Linked DNA regions of Drosophila melanogaster: region 1 is linked to region 2. A link is a contact called in public Hi-C data. All regions are on one chromosome and are shown on one strand. Each heading gives the region's core, a stretch centred on a gene start, on an enhancer-like site or on the middle of the called end of the contact. The rest is flanking DNA. Distances are from core to core; before and after follow the strand shown. Region 1 holds the start of Cyp12a5 (Cytochrome P450 12a5). Region 2 holds the start of qin.

Evidence for each region. Hi-C and Micro-C count contacts between places; a contact is called where the count stands out from the background.
Region 1: a Hi-C map of the Kc167 cell line shows a contact between it and region 2, with 2.2 times the contacts expected there. The contact joins the promoter of Cyp12a5 here to the promoter of qin in region 2. A contact is called at or near these places in 2 of 107 Hi-C or Micro-C datasets (the Kc167 cell line and the S2 cell line).

The regions. Positions count from the first base shown.
Region 1 is chr3R:19,128,999-19,134,944 of dm6, reverse strand. Cyp12a5 (Cytochrome P450 12a5) reads right to left here and starts at 2,297. Exons shown (of 4, transcript NM_142525.4): 1 at 2,189-2,297; 2 at 1,565-2,055; 3 at 1,065-1,512; 4 at 241-1,012. The coding sequence starts at 2,260. The coding sequence ends at 413. CG6040 reads right to left here. Exons shown (of 8, transcript NM_142524.4): 4 at 5,231-5,908; 5 at 4,986-5,131; 6 at 4,781-4,918; 7 at 3,957-4,723; 8 at 3,016-3,895. The coding sequence ends at 3,484.
Region 2 is chr3R:18,587,134-18,592,843 of dm6, reverse strand. It overlaps qin, which reads right to left and starts at 1,817. Exons shown (of 10, transcript NM_142478.3): 1 at 1,615-1,817; 2 at 394-1,004; 3 at 23-103. The coding sequence starts at 1,744. CG7694 reads right to left here. Exons shown (of 4, transcript NM_142472.4): 3 at 2,417-2,727; 4 at 2,118-2,323. The coding sequence starts at 2,725. The coding sequence ends at 2,189. It overlaps fray (frayed), which reads right to left. Exons shown (of 4, transcript NM_001300466.1): 4 at 3,385-5,710. The coding sequence ends at 4,476. CG14304 reads left to right here. Exons shown (of 9, transcript NM_142474.4): 9 at 1-43.

The DNA.
Region 1 (5,946 bases), core at 1,048-3,547, 540 kb before region 2:
AAGGATAGAGCAAGTATGTAGAATTAATAACTGTTAAATTAACATGTTTAAATGGAACTTTATAACAATAGAACAAACACAAATAACATGGCCGTTAACCCTTTCATATCGGTCAGTGTCAATGCCAGCAATTTTTTTTTCACCATGACTATTAATAATAATTTCATGCTGGGGAAATGTATGGCCATAGCTACATTCTCTCTAGATATTCATTAGTAAAATTTCAAAGCCTTTTATTTTGAAATCTGTGCAATAGTTATATTTAAAATATTTTCATCTTTTATTTGTAATATTTGCAAACAGAGGGACTTATAAACATTTCATTGCAATGATGTATATATGTAGAAAAAGCATTCGTTTAACAATACTTATTATCTTATCACAACAGATATCTAATATATTGTAAAACGTATTAGTTGGGCACATCTGTAAACTTAAACTTGAGTGGTATATTGGGCAGGTTGATCAGAGCGGAGCGAAAAGCGTTCTTTGTGGAATGGTTGAACTCCACGTTGAAATTGCGAATCAGACGAGCGGTACCCAATTCCAGTTCCATTTCCACGATGCGTTTGCCCACGCACATCCGTGGTCCAAAGCCGAAGGGCAGAAATACGAATGGATTCTTGGTCTTCAGATCGTTGGCCGGGCACTTTCCGGCAGAATCGCTGGCGTTTCGCAGCCATCTCTCCGGCAGGAACTCCGTGGGCTTTGGGAAGTACTCCTCGCTGTACAGGGAATTTATGGGAATCATGGACACAATCGTGCCAGCTGGTACCCGATAACCACTAATTACAGAATCCCTAGTCAGTCCGCGGGCATTTCCAATTACAAGAGGGTAGACACGCTGGGATTCCTTTATGCAGGCACGCAGATAGGGAACGTTCTTCATCGAAGCTTCCGTAAACTCGGAATCCTTGTTGGGCAGCACCTTCATAACCTCCTCCCTGAGCCGGGCCTGCTTCTCCGGATTCTTGGCGAGGCACAGCAAGAGAGCCGTAAAGGTGCTCGAAGTCTGGATGGCAGCAAATATATTATACACTCCATAAATTTGTATGATCACTTACAGTATCCACTCCCGCCATGAGCATATCCATGGCCATAACGGTGGCAACTTTCTTGTCAACCTTCAGTAGTTTCTCGAGGACACTCTGTTCATGTTCCGGACGGACCACACCTTCTTTGGCTTCCTTCTCCAAGCGTTCGATCGCCTCATCCACGTACTTTAGAGTAACTTCCTGAACACTATCCATTGTTCTGAGCATTTTCTTCAGCAGTGGTGTCTTGAAATATCTCCAGAGAGAGGGCTTCATCTCCAGATCGGCCGAGTGCAAGAAGAACTCGTCCAGGTACTTGAAGAGCTTGGTTGCTTCGCTGTTCTTCCCCGATTCCCTAAGTAGACCTAGCTGCTTATCCAGGGCCACCACGGATACGGATTCTAGAGTCCAGCGGTTAATGGTTTCCAAGAAATTGCCAGGCACCTCCTGAGTGCTGGCATCCCTTATTTCTTTAATGCTAATGTAAAATATTTAAATGCAGAAAATTGAGAAATGTTTTATGTTCTTACAGCTCCACAAATTCCTGGTTAACCTGCGACATCTTTTTGAAGTACAATCTCACATTCTTGGGCTGCATCAGCACGGGATTCACAATGGATCGAAAGTCTCCCCAGGATTTTCCCTGCGAGGGAATGATCCCTTGAACACCATCGAAAAAGTCCTTTCTGTAAACCGTTCGATGATATCGCAGTATATCACTGCCCGGTCTGAATGGCCACACACCTTCGTTGCGGAAAACCACCTCAAAGTCCTTTGGGTTGTGTGTCATCACTAAGCCATCCCTTCCCATCATTCCGGGCAAAAAGATTATGTTTCCGTAATCCTGGCGCAAGGCATCAATCATTTCCATCATCTCCAAGTTCTTGTATTTCCCACCGGGCAGTGCGCTTTTGGCGAATAAGGACAAGATATTTGCCTTCGGAATCTCTTCGAAGGGCTTGGCCTGCAGCCATTCCGGATCGTTTCTGATCTCAGCTGTTGGCACATTTGTCTGCCAACGCTGGAAAATGATCCAATCAAGAGTTATGTATTTTTCATGTAAACATAAACATATACACATTATTGTATATTCTCATTTCAATTTATTCGTAAATTGCCACTGTTTTTATACCAAAACCTTATTATTTGTTTACCTGTTGACTTGCAGAGAAGACGATGGGTTTTTGCGACTGAAGTATATTAAGTGCGATACGCCCTTTCAACATTTTGCACGCTGCCTAATTCACGGTCAAAGTGAAACTACTCATACCAGTTGTTCGTTTTATAAGCTTTATATTTCTGTGGGGCCGGGCGAGCTTTACTATACATTTGAGGAAAACAGCAACCTAAAAGATACTTTGGAAGAGAAAGAGAGCAACGAACAGGTTCGCGTGTATTTGAGAATTGCTAACGAAAACATATGGCAAACATTCGGTCATTAAAATATACATATGTATATTTCTGGGAATTAGTACCGACTAGAATATACCTTTTCTTTAAGATATATCTTTAATAGATAGGAACTAAGCATTAAATAGTGGTGGAGAATTAAAAAAAAGATCGACAAGTGCATAATATATGCATATTACATATGTAATAAATATCGACATATGTGGTATGACCATTAATATCATAGTTTTTCTGACACATGATAGTTAAAGCCCACTATCGAAAATACCCATAGTTATTTGAATCGAATAATAAGTATTATCGCTGATGGGATTGGTCAAATTTATTGGCATAGGTTCAAAACAATTGTTCGAAAGAGAGTAAGTTATCGAGCGAATATTTTATCTAATCAGCTGTTTTCTTGACGCCAATTCAGCTGACAAACAATTTTCAATTGCAAAATTTAAGTTTATAAGTATAAAAAATTGCATCAGAAAATTTGAACATTCGATCGCTGATTATGCGAGGTACGTATTTTCTTTGAAGCGAAATATGATTATCTTTATTCTGAAGAATAAAAGCTCTGGGTTTTAGTTTTCCATTTATTTATTTAGACTGTATTTTATTTATGTTTACCATATATGCATGTATGTATTTGTTCAAACACCAAAAAGTTTAGTTTTGCTAATCAAATTGTTGGCATACCCATAGATAGTTGCCATCTTATGAAGTATACAACTTTTCGTCCTCGAATAGTGATATATAAATATTCGTTTAGATTAATGACTTAACAATAGATTACTAATAAATTAGAGTTGCACAAATCGTTTGAGTTTGCATTCGTTAAGCATATTTTTACATGACAATTTCCGCGCGAAACAATTTGGCACGCTGGGCAAAGATATAGATATATGTATGTACGTATAGTATGTTTTTATGGAGCAATTCAGAAGATATTATTCGTTGACTCTAAGGACTAAGTGTCTATGACAGTTTCGTATATTATTTAAATGATAATTCCTTTAGCATTGAGCAGGCTTAACTAGCAGACTGAGTGGAACTAATCCTGGCTGGCAGATCCATTCATCTGCTGGTAGTTGCACACGATCTTTGCTGCATCGTTCATCATCTTGGCCGTGGAGCGGACGAGGAACATCAAATGACACTCGTCGTAAACGGTCAGCTCGACCCGGGTACGCACCAATCCGTGCAGAACGGTGGCCCTCTCCAAATCCAGCCAGCGCTGAAGGTCTAGCTCCCGCTCCTTAGCGGATCCGGTGAGCGCCACATCCGAAGGGCCCCACAGTACGAACTCCAGCACAGCCTTCGCCTTGGACAGGGACTCGGCTCGCTCCTGCTGCAGAATGTCCGCCAGGATGGGCGTGATCTTTGTTGCGGGCAGCATGTCGGTCAAGGCCGAGTGGGCACATTTACAGAGCGTACCCATGGGCTCGTCGTCGTCATTGTTGTTTCTAAATGGGCAAAGCGATTATCAGTAAGATTTATAAGTTTTAGAGTTTGATCCCAACTCACCCCTGCAGCACACAGAGTCGCGCCTGGGCGTCCTTGTTGTCCATGTCCTTGGACAGCACCACATTGGACAGACTGAGCGGCGTCTCCTCGATCGCCTTGGCCTGCAGATTCTTCATTCCGTTGACCAGCTGCAGCATGATGAAGGCCACCTCCCGCGTCATCACATCATCGAATGCAGGCATGGCATTTGCATTCGTTGATCCATCTTCTGCGCCCATCGAATTGGCCGAGGATTCTTCGTTCAGTGTACTTAGATTCTGCACCGAGACTACATTCCTTAGATTGCCAGCAATTAAACCATTTCCATCCTTCAGGCCACTGAGATTTGGAATCGAGCCGCGGAAATTGAAGTTGCTCTTGTCCAGCACCTGCGACTTGCCCTTGAGTATTGATCCGATCGATTGTAGGGTCTCCAGCTGCAAACGGGGCAACACCGAGATGGTGGCCTGCAGCAGGGTCACCTCCGTCGAGGGCATCAGCGGCAGTTGATAGCTGGGCACCAGGTCACAGAATTCGGTCACCGGATTGAGCACATCGCTCACTCCGCCCGACAGCTGGCTGAGTTCCCCAGCCACGCCGCCCAGTTGGTTGCAGTCGGCCGACAGGGCCAAGGTCACCGGCGAGGAGCTCCACAGGGCGGCATGGAAGGCCTTCTTGCCCACCACAAAGGCTTGGGTTCCCTCCAAAATGGTAAAGTCCTCGTAGCGCAAGTTGATGGCATTGGCCAGCGGACGCAAGGCGGCCGGCACCACTGGAGTTTGCTGAAGCTGATTAGGAATATAATTAGTTTAGTTGTTTTAAATTATTAGTATGTGTATTCCCACCTGATCTAGCACCTGGGCGAGGGCCTCGTGATTGGCCACCACCACGGCGGTGTAGTTATCCTCAATGGTCTTGTGCACGACACTGCGTCCCTTGCGCATGCGCAAACGATTCGTGGCCTTGCTGCGGTTCTTGTTAGCCTATGAAAGTAAACGTTTTTAATAAGTTTTTATTTCTTGCTGTAGTTATTGTTAAGATTGAATTCACCTGTGGCATGCCCCAAACGCTGTCGTTGATGTCCGTGGCCACATCGCCGCCCGCCTCGCTACCGTAATAGCTGTACGGAGCATAGATATCGAACTCGCCCACCTCACTGCCCGCATAAGAGGCGGAGATGATGCGTGGAATGTTGGCTAAAAGTGAAAGTGGAGGTATTAGGTATTAGTTACAATAAACTTTTAGTGCTCAATGTTCGTATGAGGTTTTTTTCTAGCAAGGATCTTATAACCTACCCAAGCTGTTGTTCAATCCGTAGTTTCGCACCGGTCCATACTCGCTGCGCGAATAACTGGCAATGGAGGCCGTGTCCGAGTAGATATTGTTACGTCTCGTGGCCTGGGTCAATCTCTGGCCAGCCACGGACAGATCGATGTTGCTGCGCGTTGGCGGCGGAGGAGGAGTCGATGTGGAGGGCGTGGGTGTGGTATTTCCATTGGCAGCTGGCGGTGTCGGAGAACCCATCTTCACGAACTCGTACATGTTCTCATAGTCGCGCTTGTCCTTCAGATAGCTATCGATGGTGCTGTTGATCTTGCGGACTGAATCCTTGAGACTGCTGCGCTGGGCAGCATCCGCTGCATCCATGGATCGCTGCTCGAAGATCTCCAGTTTGCTGGAGATCGACATCTTCGGCTCGCTTTTCTTTTGGGGTATACGCTCAAAGGTGCTGGTCCTGCTGTTGGCAGTCGATGCGGACTTTCCTGCCTCCTGACCACTGCTGCTGCTGTTGGCATTGGTCTTACCCATCGTCTTGCCCTGATCCGTGGCTACATTGTCACCGTTTGACGAGCAAATGGAGATAGTGTCGGTGAGGACTCCACGCTTGCGCACCAGTTCCAGTTGGGCCTCCCTTTCCCGCATGCTGGCCGTGCGCTCCGGCTTTCTGGGCGCAATCGATGAGCGGATTTCACCTGTGAAGCATAGAAAATTTGAAATTTAGTTAAGTGAG
Region 2 (5,710 bases), core at 568-3,067:
TAAAAACGATCATAGCACTTACCTGTTTGCCATTGAGGACATGAATATGAGCCATGTTGAGTGAGTTTAAAGTCGTGGGAATCTCGGAAGCATAGCTTTGATTCTGTGGAAGAAATCAATTAATATTAGGTGGATTATTATTATTAGATTAATCACGATATTTCAAGTTGCTAGTGCGCAACGTAATGGATTTATAAGTACAATGCCACAATTTATGTGTACCTCATAGATATGTAAATTCTAAAGCATGTACGTTTTGTAAGCTAGCATTTGAAACCATATTGTAGATCTCAAAACTAACGTGCTTAAAATCTTATTCAGAACATTTAAATAAGCAATTACATATACAAATATGGCAGGGAAATGTTTCAATATTTCAAAAATTATACTAACAATCTCGATTAGCTTCCGTATGCGATGCCCGCTATGATGCACGGTGGAGCAAATTTGGCAGTGGGATCGGTAACACTTCATACAGTACTTGTCTTTGGGCATTCGGTGATGGATGCAAAGGTTCTGACTCGGCAATGTGAAGTACTGATCCCCCACTCTGAGTTTCTTGCTGAAACTACTGTCCTGTTCCGTAGAATTGCGAAAAATATGCGACTTTAGTACGCGACTACGTTTGTGGACAGCATCAAAGCAACGGCGGCAGTAGAAGGCATTGCATTGCCTGCACTCTCCGCTGGCAGTGGCATTCCCGCACTCGCTGCACTTGACGGTCTGGACAATCTCGCTGATCGAACTGGGGCTCAGCGATTGGTTTGCCGAGTCCTTGGCAAATGGCAGAAGGTAGCTGAGGCTACTGGTCCTACCCAGCACGTGGTAGTTTAGTTCGTACAAATCGCGCAAATTGGCGACCGACTTGCAGTCCGATCTCTTGGCCACAATCGTAGGAGGAGCTGGACTATGGCACACGGCGCACTTCGGATCCAGGCGATCGTTCCACAAGCAGCTCTCGCAGAGAGTATGACCGCATCCCAGTAGAAAGGGACGATGATTGTCTGTTGATTAAAAGCAGGTTTCAAGTTAAGCTTTGAAAATATCGTACTAACAAAATATGAAATAAACAGTCGTTTAGATCCCATCTGACAATATTAATTGGTTCGAGAACAATATTTGTGCTAAAAAAAATTGAACTGCAGGGTTTATTTCATTACCCAACATAAACATTCATAAACTTGTGCATGCATACATATATACATATGCACATACATATGTAAAATTACTGTACACCTGTTTAGAATCAGACGCCAAAGTGAACGGAAAAACTTTTGCAGTAATGTGAGTGAGTATCTTCAAAACGGCTCTTCATGTTTGGCTCTGGCTTCTTATTTTTCTTAAATATGTTTCAATTCATTTAACAAGTAACCTTTCAAGCTGCCAGCAGCCTTTTTACTACATTTTAGTTAACGTTTTTACACTCCTTGTACTATTTTCCATTTTTCTTGCCTGAACTTGTCAAGCTTTCATGGTGGCAACACTTGTTCAATAAGTGATGCAGCATTTGCCATTGCTTATACCAATTGTAGCCCCCCACAGTCTAAAAAGTTATGAATTGAAAAAGCCAATTATGTTTGGCCAAATTCCTATGCCACACAGTTGAGCACTTACCTTCTTCAGAGTTCGTATTGTATAAGTAAGTAAAACATTTTGAACATTTTGGGCACCGCAGAAGATTCTGCAGATTGGACGCCACAAACTTGGGATCAAAGGGCTTTATTCCACTGTCGTCGGCAATCATGATCGAATCTTAGCACGAGCCGACGGGAAATACTGCACTTTAATTACTACACTTTTATTTAATTCCCGACTTCCAAGCTGTCACACGAAGAACAGTTATTCAAGCACGCCGGCGAAAAGGAAGAGGGAGATGGTGATGGCAGCCCTTCGATGACAGTATCGATAAGATTGCTCCAAAAAATATCGAAGGCAATTATCAATAAAGTGGGAACAGTTAGTCTCAGTAAAAGTGGGAAGAGTATTTGATGGGCATTGTCAGTGAATAGTTCAAAAATGATCTCTTTAAAAGGCATATTCCAAATAAATAGATAATTATACTTACTTTAACATAATAAACGGACGACACCAATCTCTTCCCAATAAAAGACTTTTTTCCCTTAAGCACCTTTATTTTAACATACTACAAATTTGACCAAATACCGCTGTCGAATCGATTAACTCCAAGTTAGCCGAACATGGAATCCAAAAGAGTGTTCTCCCGCTCCCGTCGGTTAGCTTCATCCTGCCTAAACCTGCGCAACTCCTCGTAAACAGGATCATCAGTTTCCAGTTCATAGCGACACAGAGGACAGGAATTCGTCTGCAAGATTCAAAACAGAATATAGTTAATAGGAACATTTTTAAACATAAGCATAAGATTCTATTTTGATAACTTATCTACGTATGTATGTACCTTCTTCAGCCAGAGCAGGATGCACTCCTCGTGGAACTCGTGCTTGCATGGAAGGATCCTGTACTTCTGGCCCTCTTCAGCTGGCTCCTTGCACACAGAGCACTCCAAATCGCCGCCCTCGTCCGATTTGACGATTTCATGAACTGGTAGCTCCAGAATGGCTCGCTTGGAGGCCTCTGGCACCTCGATCTCCATATCGATGCCATTCATGATGGCCAAAACCTGAAGGCGCTTTAGATTTCTGGCCAAATCGTTTGCGCCCAGTGGTCCAGTGGGTTCATGACCCAGTTCCTCGAAGTAGTCGGACATGGCTGAAATTGTTGTAGCAGAAATTCGTAGATGGTAGCTTGATGGCAAAATCCTCAGATCCTAGATATATGTATACTTTCGAAACTTTCCACTTGATAATTTTGTACCTACATACATATGTAAATATCATAACTATTAGGAGCCAAATGTGATTTTTATTCGAGTTTCTCGTATACAATTGATAACAGTCTATCTGGGTTAAAACTCCATTTAAATTAATTTGTTGCAGCAACTTTATTGCTAAGTATCTAAGAGGTCTTTGCATTTAAAACGCTAGCAAGTATTGGTTTTTTTTCTAGGACTAAAATTCTTCGTTTAGTGGCTGGCAGCCCAGCAATGCTCTTTAAAAAGTCTAAAATTACAGGCATACACTGGCTTCTTTATTACGTGAGCTAGGACAAAGTCCACCCAATCAATGCTTCACTGTACTTGTTACTTATTCATTATTAGTTCTGCCAAAGAATGCTTAAGCAGTAAGAATATCTTATTCTGTCATCTTCTGAGCTTCATAAAGATGAATATTTGCAAAGGAGTTTTTTTTTTAAATTAACTTTCAATTTGATTTAAATTAAAAAGTAAACAATGCTTTTCCAACTGGAATCCCAAAACCAAACCAAAACAAAACCAATTCCATTCCAATGAAAACACAAAACTAAATTCCTTTTCGTTTCTATTTTTTTGTAATTTTCCTTTTTTACTATACGAAGTTTAAAATTATTCATTTTTAAAGTAATTGATTTACGATTTACTTCAAGGTAGTTTTACAGAGCTTGAATCATAGTTTCTACTCCTTTCTTCTCTCTCTCTGGCCTCACTTAAGTTTAAATCCTTTGCGATCTTATCGGAAAACTCATACATCATTTAGTGTAGGTATTCAGAGTAGTGGTAATTAATGATAAAATAAAATACAAAATAATAAGAGTAAAACAAAAACAAGACTTAGGCGCTACGATTTAAAAATTAGTAGTTTAAATTGCTAGAGAATAAATTAAAGACGCCTGGCGGGTGAGCGATTGGTAAATGATAAATAAAGGCAGGACTACTACATCAGGATCTACTGATTTCAGTGGGCTAATTAAAACCAAGAGCTATATATATATATAGACATACAATATATATATATATATATACGTGTGGGGTGTATGTACAGAGCTACTTAAAGACAAACGAAACGAATAAGTACACGATTCTTCAATTACTTTAGCGGGGCGAGGGAAAAGTGGGCTGGGCACATGGGTTAATTACAATGCGCATAGGATTTATATAGTACGTAAAGCATATATACAAATCCAGGGCGGGCCGATTTCCATGGTAGCATATATAAAATCCCAAGAACAATTTGCAGTATTTAATATTAAAGTTGTAGTACAATTTAGATCACTATAGGGGGTTACCAATTGAAAAAAACTTTAAGCAGAATAGTAAATATATCAATATATCAGTTGAAATCGACCCATCCTGTTTAGCATATATACCGTGTGTATAGATAGTTTCTCTATGTGGTAAACGATCGGCTCGCGTTAAGATCTATCACTAGCATATACAGTTAGTTCTAGTCTAGTGCTAAAAGCAGCAAACAGAAACGGCTCCAGTCGGGAAAATCCATGATCCCGAACCCTACCCTCCTGGCCTTACGTATCATCATCAGACTGGCTTGGTTTTCTAGGGATGGTGCTAGGGAAGGTGTTGGTGTTTGGGATGCTCTTGTGATGGGTTGTGTTGGCTGTGATGCATGCTCCGTGGCAGATCACTAGTCCGTGATGGAGATCTGCGCATATCCCACCAGTGATCGTTCGTCGGGCACTTCGCCCGGCTGCACGCCGGAGCTCAATTGGAAAGTAATCGTTTTCATCGTTGCACTGGCAGCTATCAGTTGATCCAGATGCGTTGCCATCGGTTGGGTATCCAGCGCATCAACGAGTCCGGCGTCTACCAGTTCTGTAGCGATACCCTCGGCAGTGTCCTTGCCCACAACGAACTCGAAGCGAATGTCGTGAAGTTCACGTCGCAAGTTGCGCATGCGAAGGACAAGATTGACTGGTGGCGCCTCGCCGGCCGCTTCGCTAGGTAGTGGTAATTGAGCAATGCCAGCTGTTAGCTCTTGGGCTGCACCAGCACCAGCAGCAGCTGGAGCTCCAGGCGTCACTGTGGCTGAGGAAACACTGTGGGTTATTTCGGGAGAAGGCTCTTCCCGGTCGCTGTCCGATGAGTCGGCTCTTTCCAATCGATTCATGGGTCTATCCTCGGAATCCGAGTCCGAAGATGGATGTTTTCTGTCTCCTGTTCCGGAACCGGTGGCAGAGCCACCATTGTCCTCCTCTTCGCTAGACCAGACCCATTCGCCTGTCACCGTGCGATGCAAACGGCCCGAGGCTCCTGGTTGGCGTTTCGCCGCCTTGTGAACCCTGGTCTCCATACTGGGCCCAGATTGCAGCAACGTCTGGGTGAGATATTTGCGATCCTTGGCCTTCTTGAAGAAAGCGTGCTTCAAAAGCTCACTAGCCGTGGGACGTTTCGATGGCTCCTTTTGCAAGCACTCGACGATCATCTTGCGGAATGTCTTGCCATACGCCTTATATTGATCTTTATCGTCCGCACCCGTGTCCAAGGTGGGCGGATCATTTTGCAGGGTCAGCATTAGCACCTTCATGGGCGGGTATTTATGGTATGGTGCAGTGCCCGTGGCCATTTCGATAGCTGTTATTCCAAAGGACCAAATGTCCGCCTTAAAGTCATAGCCATGATCCTGCTCCATCACCTCGGGAGCCATCCAACACGGTGTGCCCACAAAGGTGTGGCGCACTTTCTGCCTGGACAAATCCCTGCCAGTGGCCAGCCATGCACTCACACCGAAGTCAGCGATTTGAATGGTGCCATCGTCACCAATCAAAATATTGCCGGCCTTGATATCACGATGGATTTGCCCGTTCGAATGGAAATATTCCAATCCCTTTAGGACTTCCTTCAGTACCGTGGCAATGGTGG